Regions from separate parts of the Drosophila melanogaster genome. Here region 2 is linked to region 1. A link is a contact called in public HiChIP or PLAC-seq data. All regions are on one chromosome and are shown on one strand. The core of a region is the stretch at or near the end of the contact, and the rest is flanking DNA. Distances in the headings are between cores, read along the strand shown. Region 1 has its middle 25 kb from the start of alpha-Cat. Region 2 has its middle 110 kb from the start of AGO3.

Evidence for each region. HiChIP or PLAC-seq counts read pairs in DNA pulled down with a chosen protein or histone mark.
Region 2: an H3K27ac HiChIP or PLAC-seq map of the Kc167 cell line shows a contact between it and region 1, with 3 times the contacts expected there. The contact joins two enhancer-like sites. A contact is called at or near these places in 13 of 107 Hi-C or Micro-C datasets (the D17-c3 cell line, the Kc167 cell line, the S2 cell line and 5 more) and 1 of 6 datasets of contacts at active chromatin or transcription factors (the Kc167 cell line).

The regions. Positions count from the first base shown.
Region 1 is chr3L:23,309,648-23,316,645 of dm6, reverse strand. No RefSeq gene overlaps it. Among named protein-coding and RNA genes, the nearest start is that of alpha-Cat, 25 kb to the left of the region's middle. Within about 2 kb of position 5,080, at least 2 of the 39 cell types and tissues checked have an H3K27ac peak or open chromatin away from gene starts, as enhancers often do. A contact at or near this core is called in the Kc167 cell line, where this site is marked.
Region 2 is chr3L:23,445,751-23,452,157 of dm6, reverse strand. No RefSeq gene overlaps it. Among named protein-coding and RNA genes, the nearest start is that of AGO3, 110 kb to the left of the region's middle. Within about 2 kb of position 5,032, at least 2 of the 39 cell types and tissues checked have an H3K27ac peak or open chromatin away from gene starts, as enhancers often do. A contact at or near this core is called in the Kc167 cell line, where this site is marked.

The sequences.
Region 1 (6,998 bases), core at 3,831-6,330:
CATAGTGCTAAACCAATGTATGGCCGTTACGAATCTTGTTATTTTAGTGTCTTTGGTTAAACGTTTTGAGTGTAGGGAGTAGGAAAAACTTAACTATAGTATTTGGGTCGTTGAATAAGTTTGCCATGTTGTAATTGTTTTAATATTGCCAGCCACAGAGGCAGCTTGAAATGGATTTATATTTTGTATTGGATTTGGGATGAGCTTGGGCTGGATATAATTTCTATTTGAACCGGTGTCTTTTAATACGTGAAAAAAAACGGCTTTTTTCTCTGGCCAGTGGAGTCGCACAATAACTTTAGTTTTTGCACTAACTTAAACTTAAACGGAAACCAAATGGGATTGATTGGAACTCGTATTAGTGTAATACGCATGTATTGCGGTGGCAAATACACACTAACACTGAAACATTTCGTTACAGTCAATTTACGTGAACATTAAAACCGGGCCATAAAGCTTCTGACGCGCTCACAGTATATATATAAGTGAGCATAATAAGAACATACCATTAGCGGAAAGATGACGTACCCCGTTGCCTTTTCTTCCTTAAGGTTTCAGTTTATTTGGAGATGACGCCTCAAAAGTTCCTTGTAGCAGCTCTCATTTGATTTCGTTTCAAAGATTGACTTTTCGCTTTCGGCCGACGGCTATAAGTTTTCTTCTCCACTGTGGGAGAAAGCTTTTGAGGTACCAAACCAGATGAATATATATAACATAATTTATACAGATGATTAAATAGAAGAAGTACCAGTCAAGCTGCGTCCCGGATGATGAAATCATTCCATTTCATCGATCCCCAAGTAGATTTGCGATTCTTGAGGAGACGGTGAAACTACTGCTGCAACGCGATGTGGACAGAAAGAAGAATGCCAGTTGGCTGACAGCAGACGGAGAAGGAGCAGGTCCAGCGGAATCTCAACAAGACTGTGCTGCTGCGGGACAAATTTCAGAAGGTGTGCCGCGAACAGCATTGCATCATAAAGACCGAGAACCTGCTGCAAACCAATGTGGAGAAGGCTCGAGTTCCAAGTTCGAAAGCTTCGTGAACGATGACCAGAACTCTCACGGAGAGACTGGAGAAACTGCTTCAAGCTCAAAGTGCCATCAAGGGTCTCACCGATCGGGAGCGCCAGAGCATCTTATACTTCCACCAGCTGTAAGAAAAAACAGACATGGGGGACTTCCGTGAGTAAAATTCAGCAGAGACAGCTGCAAGAGTATAGAAAAGCCGAAAGTTGTTTTAAAGAAACAGAAACTCCGTTTGATTTTAATTAAATATTTTTTATACCCGTTACTCGTAGAGTAAAAGGAAGCACTGATGCAACTAAGGGCTTTGCAACCAAAAAAATTAAACTGGTTACGATGGCATAGACAACCGAACTGCAAAATTTCTACCACGCAAAGGAGTGCTTGCGTTGTGAAAATATTTAATGCCATGCTAAGTTTAGGTTATTTTAATTTTTTTTCGCATGGGTCCCGCGGCCACACCTCCCACTCAACCGACCGAGTGGCGCTGACGTACGGCTCGATTTGCGAGAAGATGGACGCGATATAGAAAAGAGAACGACAAAATGAATATAATGTTATAAAAATAACTCTAATAAATATTTGTGTTAGTAGGATCTAACTAAAAAGTCAAAATTGATTGCTTTAAGAGCGGCAGAGAGTCAAGATTACAGATAATAGGATAAAGTCTATTATGGTCAGAAGATAATACTCTGTAATGCACCTCATAGTTAGGTCTACAATGATTTAGGATAAGGGGTATATAGTTTCCAGTGAATCTACTTGGAACCGAGAAGTTAAGACGACTAATCAAGTCGGGACTCTCAACTGCACCACGAATAAGCTTAAAAATAAAGACTGTTCCAAGCTTAGTTCTACGGTTAGCTAGGGACGGTAAATTAATTAAAAGTAGTCTACTGGAATAAGGAGGTAATATACGGTTTGCATCCCAATTTAGGCGCCGCAAGGCAAAAAGTAAGAAGTTTTTTTGACCGATTCAATGCAGTCCGAGTGGACTACGTATTGTGGACTCCAAACAAGTGATCCATACTCAAGAATCGGACGTACTAACGAAATAAATAAGGTTATAGTCATGTAAGGATCATCAAATTCCTTAGACCACCTTTTTATAAAACCCAGCACACCCCTGTCCTTATTGACAATAGTCGAAATATGGTCAGAAAAGTTTAGTTAAGGGTCCAGAAGAACACCAAGATCATCAACGTTGTGCGTATTGGGTTGACACGACAAAAGGTCATAACTTTACGTTTGGAGCCATTTAAGTCTATTAAATTATCACGGCACCATATTTGAAAGCTGTCTCGATCGGATTGTAAGTCCAAATGGCGCGAAATGTCCTTGTTCACGCGAATGTTTTATTATTAAAGGGAGGTCGGTTATGAATAAGCTAAAAAGAAGCGGACCAAGATGGCTCCCTTGTGGGACACCGGATTTGACTCAGAGAATACAACATAGAGAATTTTTAAAGAGGACTTGTTGCGTCCTGCCATTCAGATAGCTTGAAATCTAACTTAGAAGATCAACATGGAAACCTAATTGATCAAGTTGCCTTACTAGAAGGTAATGGTTAATAGAGTCAAATGCTTTACTAAAGTCAGTGTGAATGACATCTGTTGGCAGATTATTTTTGAAGCTCTGTATTACGAAAGAAGTTAGCTCCAAGAGGTAAGTGGTTTTTGATCTGCGTTTCATAAAACCGTGCTGACATGGTGATATAATTGATCTACAAAGGTGCTGCAAATGAGGAGTGATAACATTTTCAAAAAGTTTTGGGATAGCCGACAATATAGATTCCTCTGTAATTGCTTGCATCCAGTTTGCTACCTTTTTTATGAAGAGGAATCACAAAGGACTCCTTCCATATGTTAGGGAACTGTGAAGGTCCCAGAGTTAAGGTAAACAGATTCAGTACAGGCTTGCATAATCTGAGCACACAGCTACACGAATAGACAGGTTTAACACGCTTTCGATTATAGTGGGCTTTCGTTTATAGAGGGTCAAAATATTAGATTCGACTTAAATACAGCATAAGAGTATGGGTGTTCGGAATGAGGTAAAGTAGAATATGTTGTTTGAAAAAGCTTGGCGATAGATCGGCTATTGTCTGATCCGATGTTACCGTAGTGTTTTAAAAAAATAGAGAGGAAGGGTAAGAACTTGTTTTTCGCTTAGTGCTAACGAAATTATAAAACTGTTTCGGATCCTGTGCGAACTGTGGAACTTACGAAGGTTTAAATAATTCCTGAATCACTGAGCATTAAGCACGGTAAAGTTTAACCGAGCGCTTAAATATTTAGTAAGGATGGACTGAGAACCAGTATTTTTAAATTTTGTATAAAGTCTGGACTTTACATTTCTTAGGTTTGTCAACTCATTATTAAGCCAATGAGGTTTAGAGATTAACGGATAGTAAATCGGAAGGATATTCGATTTTTCTTCTGGGGACCATGTTGTGTATATTAAAATCACCTAGAACTACCAATTTGTCCCTGTCAGACAGTTTATTTGAGATGGATTAGATGTGTGAGGAGTCTTAAAACTCCCCTCAAATCTCGTGTAGGGGAGTGGCCTAGCAACAGTAAATTAACTGTAAATTAACGGTACCGCACTGGACCTTGGACTCCAGCTGGTCAAGGGCGAACAGGTCGAACGGCAACGGTGCGTGCACAAAGAAAACGCACCGTGAACTAACCGTACCGCTCTGGACCTTGGACTCCAGCGGGTCAAGGGCGAAGAGGTCGAACGGGCGGTCAAGTCAGAAGGAAAGAAACAGTGGAAGCATCGGGCGGCAAGAGGCCCGAAGGACACGGAATGACGATCACCACAAGCGAGTAGAGATCCTGGGAGTGGAGGAGAAGGATGTGGCGTGTCAGAAATGGTCAGTGGAGTCAGTGGCCAGCAAAGGTGGTCCCAGGACGAGCGTTGCCTCGCCCGTTGACGATACACCCTGCACCATAACATCCTAATCCCGGCCGGGCCGACTTGTCGTCCGTGTCTAGGAGCAAACAGTACAACGGAGGCAGGGCGTTGCAGGAGAAACGCCGCAGGAGCAGCGAGATCGCTGGAGGAGTTATCCATAAGACTGTAGAATAAACGACTGTATTAAGAACCCTTTGCTTTTCCTTGGTCGAGCAATCACACAAATCATAAATTTGGTGGGACAAACGCACAAACTCTCTGAGCTAGCCGCTGCAATCCGTACCGTAGCGAAAATAAGAAAATCAGTACGTTAGATCTGTCGCGCAAGCGTGATTGTCCCGGCAAAAGGAAAATAGAGCAAGATGGGGAAGTTGTGGCTGTACAGCTTACAGAAAGATGACTTTCCAGCCATAGCAAGTGCATTCGGGATCAAGCTGGAAGGTTGGGTCGAGGAGATGCGGAAGATATTGTCCGAGTTCATCGACCAGACCACAGATGAGCCGGAATCTGTCGCAATTCTAGAAGCGCTGGAAAAGGAATATGGAAGGAGACCGGTCGTAGAAGTGAAAGTCACCGGCGTAGAAGGCCTGGTGAGGAGCCTCGACTTCGCTAGCATGGCGGAGGCCAGCGGACGCAGGTCCGAAAGGAAAGAAATCGGACAGGAACGCCGAGATTGCAGCCGCGAAGGAAGGGAGCGGCGGGAAGGGCAGCAGCGCAGAACTACGTAATGGTGGTGAAACAGGTGCGAGAGTGGAGTTTTCGTTACGACGGGAACGAGAAGCTACTAGAGTTCCTGGAACAGGTGGAATGGTCAGCAATGATATATGGACTCGACATCAACCAGATCCCAAGAGCGATGCGGGAATTACTAACGGGCAGGGCCTTGAAGTGGTTCATTGCCAACAACAAGTTCTGGGAGGCAAGGGCCGAGTTCATGAAAAGCTTCCAGTAATTTTTCCTGCGACACGGCGAGAACTTTAAGGACTACATGGCGGCCATGCAGACCCTGATGCGGCCCTTAGGAATGTCGCAGAACGAGACGCGGGCAAGAATAAGGGAAAACAGCACGCCATCCTTACGCATGTTTATACGCCCGTATGAGTGCCGACCCCTGGATGCCCTGGAGAAGCGTTCGAGTTCCCGCGTAATACGCACGTCTTTTTGCTGCGCTGCGGGAATTTCGACATATACGAGTCCGGTCAGCCTTAAACTGCTACAAAACCTGCAAATCCACACTGGGGTTTGTGTCGCGGTTCTGAGCGTCACATCGTCGTTTCGGAATTCACGAGTGATCCAGTAAATTGGCAATTAATCAGATCAGCTGCATCAGATAAGACAGCTGATAGCATTGCCAACCTTTCGCAGTGGACGAGCTGGTAAGTCTTTCGTTGCCAGATCAGCGGTGCGATCATCATTTGGGCGCGAAATTCGAATTCAAATTTAGGTTTGAATTAATTAATTTGAACTAAAATTTGAAATCTAAATCAACTGCAACTAGTTCTGATTCCCACGGAGCGCTGGTGACCAACAAGCCGTAGTCACCCTATTATATCAGATAAACAGAACAGGGGTGGCAGTGCCCCCGACCCCAACGACCCGTTCAGGAGGAGTGGTAGGCTATCGAGGTCCCCTATAAGAGGAGTCGGAACCCCAATCCAGGGAGCGGGAGGTGAGCAAGCAAGCAAGCAAGGAGGGTATCAACAAGAAGCCCCCGCCAAGGAGTACTGCCACACAGACTGTGGCAGGAAAAACTAAGCGCAGCCAGGTGGCGCCACCCAGACAGGCATTACCGAATGTGCAGGTCCCCAAAACGGACAACCAGACATCTGCCTCGAAATCCACCGGTAAGGCGGTACCCACGAAGGCTGTCTCCAAGCCGGAAAGGTATGCGTCTGTCGCCAAGGACGCTAACAAGGACGAAGAATGGGCTAAAGTGAAGCCCAAGCGCCTGCACAAAAAACCTGAGGCGCTAATCCTGAAAAAAAAACGGGACTAGACGAGGCTACGACGGCTCAGGATCTTCATAATTCCCTGGTCTCCCAATTTCAGGGCATCCGCCTAGAACCAGAGGATGTAAGAGGCCTCCGCAGGTCATCAACCGGGGCGTTGTAACCGTGGGATGGTCACGTTGCCGCATAACCCAACTGCAAGTTATTCGATCGCTCTGACTGCTGCCTACGGTGTGGTGAGCATGGGCATAAGGCAAAGGGCTGCGTAGCCCCATCAAGATGCCTGATTTGCAGCAGCGACGTGGACAAGAACCATGCGACGGGTGCATGCCCCACCTACAAAGCTAACACCAAATGAGCTAATAGCCGTCATAATGATGCTAGAACAAATTAACATCATTAACCTCAACGTTAGCCATTGCGCAGCTGCACAGAACCTTCTGACTCAAACAGCGAAGGAGCGCAATGCGGACGTAGTGCTTCTAAGTGAACCATACCTTCCTGGTGTGGGTAACTCAGGAGTGCTACTCGATGAGACAGGCAAGGCGGCCATTAAATGTACATCCAGTTTATTGGTAGAGGAGTGGGAAACCGTACCAATGCGCGGCATAGCATACGCCAACATTAGAGGAATTCACTTCTACAGCTGCTATGCTCCACCTAGCGACAGTCCGGAACAAGGAAATGTTCGAAAAGCTGGTTAACCATGCAAGTGGGCGCAGACCAACAGTCATCGGAGGTGACCTCAATGACTGGGCTACAGAATGGGGCAGTCGAATTTCTAACACAAGAGGACGAGCAGTGATCGATGTTCATGGGAACCTGCTAGATCTCGTATTGCTACACGACGGACTCAAACCGACGTTTAATAATGACAGAGGTACGTCTTTCATTGATGTCACCTTTGTTAGCAGAGTTCTAGTGGCTACTTGGAATCTATGGTCCATGAGGACATAACGCTGAGCGACAATAACCTGATCAAGTTCGGTGCCCAAACAATGAGGCCGATACCCAAACAGCGAAGATGTGCGCTAGGACCGGTATGGGACATTAGGAAACTGGATGAAGACATGCTGGCATACCAGATCGAGGGCATGGAGTCCA
Region 2 (6,407 bases), core at 3,783-6,282, 140 kb before region 1:
CCTCGGGCGTTACACTATCTATTAAGGTTTTATTTATTTATAGTTCTTTATTTACATCTGCCCAGGGAGTAATTAATTTAATCGTTTGATAACATTGGCTATTGAGTAAGTTTGTTGATCTGAAATTTTTTGATTCACAATACAGCACGTATTGTGAATTTAGGTGTGAGTTGGGGTGTGGTCTAGGGATGATGTATTATGATGAAGTGGGGATGTTGAACTTTGAATGATATTTTAAGAGGGTGCCATCTCTTTAGCAGTCGATTTTGATTTATTGAAATCCATAAATCAGCATGATGATAGCTAATGGGTTCACATGTTCGTGGATCTTGTTAAAATCTCATAGAGAGGCGCATTTGTTATCTGCCTTAATAATTTGTTGTCGGCTCTTTCCGATCTTTTGATTTTTGTGAATGAAGCTGTCTGTATGCCGTACGGATTAAACGCTGGTTTAATTGTCGCCTTGTACAGGAGGCGCTTGTTTTTGATGGAATGTTTTTAAAGCAACCAGTGCATTTCACTTAGTTTTCAAAAGCATTTAAAATCTTGCTGAACAGCACCATGTCCCCTTCTAAAGCTAAAGTCGAGATCTTAGACAGGATGGTTAGGAGACTGATTGGACGACAGTTCCGCATCGGGCTTGCCCGGTCTTGGGATAACAATGACCTGTGCACTTATCCACTGTGATGGAAAATGAACAAGTCCAAGACTTTGAATCATAATAACCTTTTGATTTTTAATAAAGTCCGGTGAGAGCTGCTTTATAACTGCAGTGTCTATGCGGTGGTATCCTTAAGATTTTAAGGATAATTAATTTTAATTCTACTTCATTAATTAATTAATTAATTAAGATATCTTCAAACTGTTGATTTCTTGTTAAATTTCATCACCAAGAATTTAAGAATTTAAGAAATTCAAGAACTGTATGGTGTCGTCTAGGTCTTGCGGGGCACACAAGTCAAACGGCTGGAAGCTGCCTCTTAAGTGTTCAGCAGAAGCGTTTTTTCTTGACTAGAGTGACACCATATATCTGCAGATGTTTTAACTGGCGCAACCCTCTTCACTGGCCATCTGAGGTATATGGTGGCGTTCCAAAGATTATGTCTTGAGCCTAACGATAGACCAGATAAGCTCTTAGAGCATTAATTTTAAGGTCTATAAGCATTTCGTTGAATTCTTTACATGCTCGATTGTATGCTGTCGTGTCATTCCGGCGTATGCTGATCTGCCAGACCCAGTTTTCTCCTCTTTTTCACCATGGTAACTAATCTGTTGACCAGAGAAAGGTATCTCTGCGTGCTATATGATTCGCCGCGCTTCATTAACTGCCTGTGTTGCAAGGTTGGTTCCCAAGTGGATTATTCTGGTGACACTCTCTACCGCATCATCAATTTCCTCCGGAGTTTGGATTCCCGGCTGAGGATCTACGATCCAGCATATGCTGATATTTATGTAGCGCCTCATAAGCTTCAATGGAGATGAGGACCGTATGTACCAACTTTTTAAGAGGATCTTGACCATGCTATGATCCGAACACAAAAAAGTTTTGGTACTGCTTACTGCTTAGTTCAAGAGATCAGGAAACATTGTGGGGTCAGTAGGCCAGTAAGTAGGTTCCCTCGGTGAGTGGACACTGCAACTATTCCTAATACATTTGAAAAGTATTTGGGACTTACAGTCCCTGAGCCCCAAAATGTGTGGTTGGCGTTGAAATCTCCGCCCAAAATAAACATGGGTTGTTCAACTGCGAGGACAAATCGGGATAGCTTATTGTGGCGTCAAGTATGCTGCTGCTATACTAATTTTGTCTGGCTCCGTCAACAAATGAATACTGGCACTTTGAAACCAGTGGGATCATTGGCCTCATTTGGCTGGCTTTGGGCCAGCCCTCCTTTTGACTTCAATCTATACTCAAAAGCCTTGGTATAACGCTGTGTGCACCTCTCCACAGTTGCCACAAGTAGCACGAACGCCTTTTGATGTTTTACACTCCACAGAGGCATGCTCTTGACCGCACTTGACACAAGTGTAATGCAGTTTGGAATATTTCTGGTAATTCCCGAAGCCCTGACAAACTTCCTGGGCTTTTCTACAGTCACCACAGCGAGGCATAGTCTGGTTACTTCACAAACCTTCTTCTTATTGGCTTCAAAAACCTTCTTCTTATTGGCGGCTGGTTCCAGGTTAACAAAAAACATTGCCGTTGGACTTGGTGGTTCTATATATCGCATTCTTTAAGTCTCAGACAGTGTGTCCGAGAACTTTTAATTCCTCCGTTATGAACCAAGCTGCCGTTGAGAAGGAAGGCCCGATTCTCCTTAAGCTGGACCGTGCGGAAGGCCATTCGATGCTTGTCCATGTTCTCGATCCACAATTATGCGGTAGGTCGGACACACTCTCCTCCAGTGGCCTTGTATGAGAAGCTGTCAGCTGCGACTATTTGACAGACATAATCACGGACATGGAATTACAATTGGGGAAGGCATGGGTGCATTCTTTTATTCTTCAGATTCATCCATTTTCTCTTTGCCGCTCTCAATAGGCAGTGTGGCAAATCTGTTTGAGGTGCTGACTCCTGGGTCCTTGTACTTGTCCTTAACCTGGTGGATCTTCTCAGCCGCCTTTTGCGGGAATGTGAAACCTCTGACGAAGTAAGGTCTTGCAGTGCAGTGAGGAATGAAAAATGCGGTAGATAATGTTCACACGATTTCTTTATTAAAAGATAATGTGTTTCCCTGGCTGCTTCTCTGGGGAAATCTAACGCTTACTTGATTGCCTCTTTGTCGGTGTAGTCCGATTCACGCGACCGCTGTCGGTACACTGTGGAACATGTGGTTTGCTACTCGCATCCCAGTTCCACGAAAATCACGTCTGCCCTCGCTGGTGTCTATCAAATCGATAGAAACTTACAAAATTAATAAACAAAAAAATGACAAAAGGTCACAGCATTTTGCGAAAGTGTGGACGTGGCAGTTTAAGGCGGCTAGTGGGCGTTAGAATGGGCGTCTCTAGCATATATTGTTCAAAATATCTCGACGTTCATACGGACGGATGGAGTGGCGGATAGGGCCTGATCGATCCTGATCAGGAATTTATATACTTTATATGGTTGAAAACGCTTTCTTCTACCTGTTACATACTTTTCAACGAATCTAGTATAGTATTATATCCCATTTTAATCTACAATAAACGGGTACACAATTTTAACCACTTTCCAAAGGGCATGACAATTTAAGGTGGTTTGTAAAACATGTTTTTAATTATATATATTTTTGGAAATTTGTACAGCTTAATGGCTATGTATAACCGCGATACAAATGTAAAGGAAATTAGTCACTATTCCTATGGAAGTGGGAATCGATATCGAAGGTCGTCCGATTTAAATCAGCCGAGTTCCGCAGCAACCGAAGAATATGATTACGGAGACATTACTGGCTATGCTTATACGGATGCCCCTTCATTGGCCCCCAGAACTTATTTCATTGTAAGTTAACACTGATTCCTTCGCGGATGAATTATCTTACATATTTATCTTATCTTACAGTCTCCTGGCGAATCCAACAACAAATTTAACTTCAAGGATAATATTGCCTTAATTTCGAAGAAAAACAATAAAAATGGTATATCTCAAGATATAAATATCGTTTATCTATATATCTTATGTTAAAACTTCTTTAAGGATATGATCATCCTCAAAAGGAATACACATCCGATTATGAAGAACATTCGGAGCGCCTGAATTCTGTTACCGATTTCTCAAACAATAAGAAAGAAATAAATTTTAAGGACATATCGGACATTGCACTAACGACATTAGCATTTTTATCGTTTGGAATGTTTACACTCCAAGTGCTTATGTGCATAGTAATGGTAAGGTATTCGATGTAATCAAACAAGTTACTAGTTAAGCAAACATTGTGAGAGTTTGATCGATTAAGTTGGAAAACGACTTGACCCCTTCTTTTGGCCTAGCCTGCTACCCCATTGTATATGTTTATATACATTTGTACATATCTAAAATGTACATTTCAATGACAAAATAAATGGTTGCGTACTTGTTGGTTTAGGGTTTAATGAATATGTTGGATATATGTTGAATATGTTGCCAATGGTTGGGGGAGTGACATATCCATAAGCCACTTAGTCTTAAGCATGCCTACACTCATTAACACACAGCAACTGTCATACAATGGAATAAACCCAAAGCAAGGCCGAGTGGAATAAACCCAAATTCGTCTACAGGATGTCACTGAAAACCCCAAAAAATCACACACCAGTAGATCAAAAATCCAATGCTTAATTTAAACATAATTGTCAAATTGTCACGTCAGACTCACAAGCACGAAAACAAAAGTTTTGAATTTCAATAAATTAAATCTAAAAAATCTAAGAGCGCAAGAAAACCAACTCCAAAAGCTCATTAAAACTCTAAAGTCCGAAGTCCATATTTAATGAGCTCGAAATCGAGCCTTGGAGTTTGAGACCTAAATTAAATTGACCGATGTTCTTCAAAATAAAGATTTGTAATTATTCAGTTAAATAAAGCTATATTTTTTACCTTTGAATATTGCGAACATGTATTGGCGCAGTCGGTAGGATCAACAAGAAGACTTTTAAGTAGGGTGCTTACCAATTATACGATATGCTATAAAACTACCAATCCTGACCAGCGAATTAAAAACAGTGATTTCTAATAAATATTGATTCGCAAACAAAACTACGTGCGTTCGCAAATATAATTTTATGAAAATTTTTAATTCCGTGAACTTTTATAAAACAAAATAACTTCAAAAACTGTGTATATCTATAAGCATACCAAAACCTACAACAAGGCAGTACCACAACTTTCTGAGATCCATTTTAATCAATTATTAGGCCAGATTACAGAACTAAATGACTATGACGGTACACGTGGCAAATTATCAGGATTCGTCAACCAGGTCGAACAGCTGCCTAACCTTCACCCCACCCAAGATGCCCGGCCAGCACATGTAATATACGGAGCAGTGAAACGTCTGATCATAGGCTTAGCGTTCGAAGTCGTAAAGAAAGAGCAACAACATGGATGGAAATAAAAACCATAGACCATACGTAACCCTGGTGAGACAACTGGGGGAAAGATCATATGCTGGTAGCATTAGCGCGTAAAGACATTCATACTGTTTCCAAATTAAAACAAGCTACAATGAAGCTAGGTCTCTATGATGCTAATCCTGAAAGCCAATATTTTAATTAATCGGAAAGGTATAAGCAAAGGTACAAGGGAATATGTAATTTTATATATATATATATATAATATTCATATAAAGTAGCAATTTCTGTAAAAAAAATTTTTTTTTTTTATAATACAATAAGTTAATGAGAACTAAACTGGAAGAAAATATCTTCTTCTTCTAACTATTGGATATCTTCCTATTCTGAGAATTATCATAGAATTGATTATTATCGAATATAGACAATAAGAATAAAGCATAAATATTTAAAATTAGACCAATTTAAATGGATTCAAAGGCGTCACCAGAGCCTAGCTCTAAGGCGCTTGAACATAAGATTGGAGGGCACTACGCGACCCAATAACAGCCAGCAGCATTTAACCGCAATTTGGTTATAATTCACATTTTTAGTGTACTTTTATTAATGGAATTTATTGTTCCCATTACTTAAGTATACTCTTCAGTCTGCTCATTCAGAAGAGCACTTGTTATCTCTTTTGTTGTCAAGGTACCGAAACAATCCAGGCTCTCATCGATTACCACATATTCGTCCCAGTTGCATGTTGACTTTATTTTTCTAGCGAAGGCACATTCTTCCTGAAGATCACCATCACCAAGCTCCAGCGATGTCGAAATAAATCCTGCCTGTATAAATATCAATTTAACAATTTGTTTTTGTAACTGAAATGTGCTTACCTTTTGAAAGCAATTGCAAATGGTTTTATTTTTCACCGAATCCCAAGCTTGATGTAAAAAATGAAGCACATCTAGTAATGCCATCTCTTCAGGATCTGCTTCATGTTCTTGTCTCTCTCTATTGCTGACAACTGCTTACGTCGGTATTCAACTTTGAGACACTGTATAATTGCTTGGTCTAATGTCTGCAAGACTGCTGTTGTATTTGGCGGCATGAAAATAAGTTTTATATGTTTCAATATTTCCAGATTTTCGTGGCAGGAAGCGATGTGGGAAAATAACAAAGCTTTTATATTCTTTAAAATGATGTCCTCATTAAGTGTCATTAATAATTTTCGCCAAAGCTCTCCTGTCATTAAAGATTTTTGTTAGCGAAATATAGGATAGGCACAAGGTCTTATTTTTGATGCAACCTGTTTTTTGAAACTTGCCAATTGTTATGAAGACTACAGTTATTCGTACTTTTTGAGCCTTGAATCCTTTGGGCTTGTCCGCACT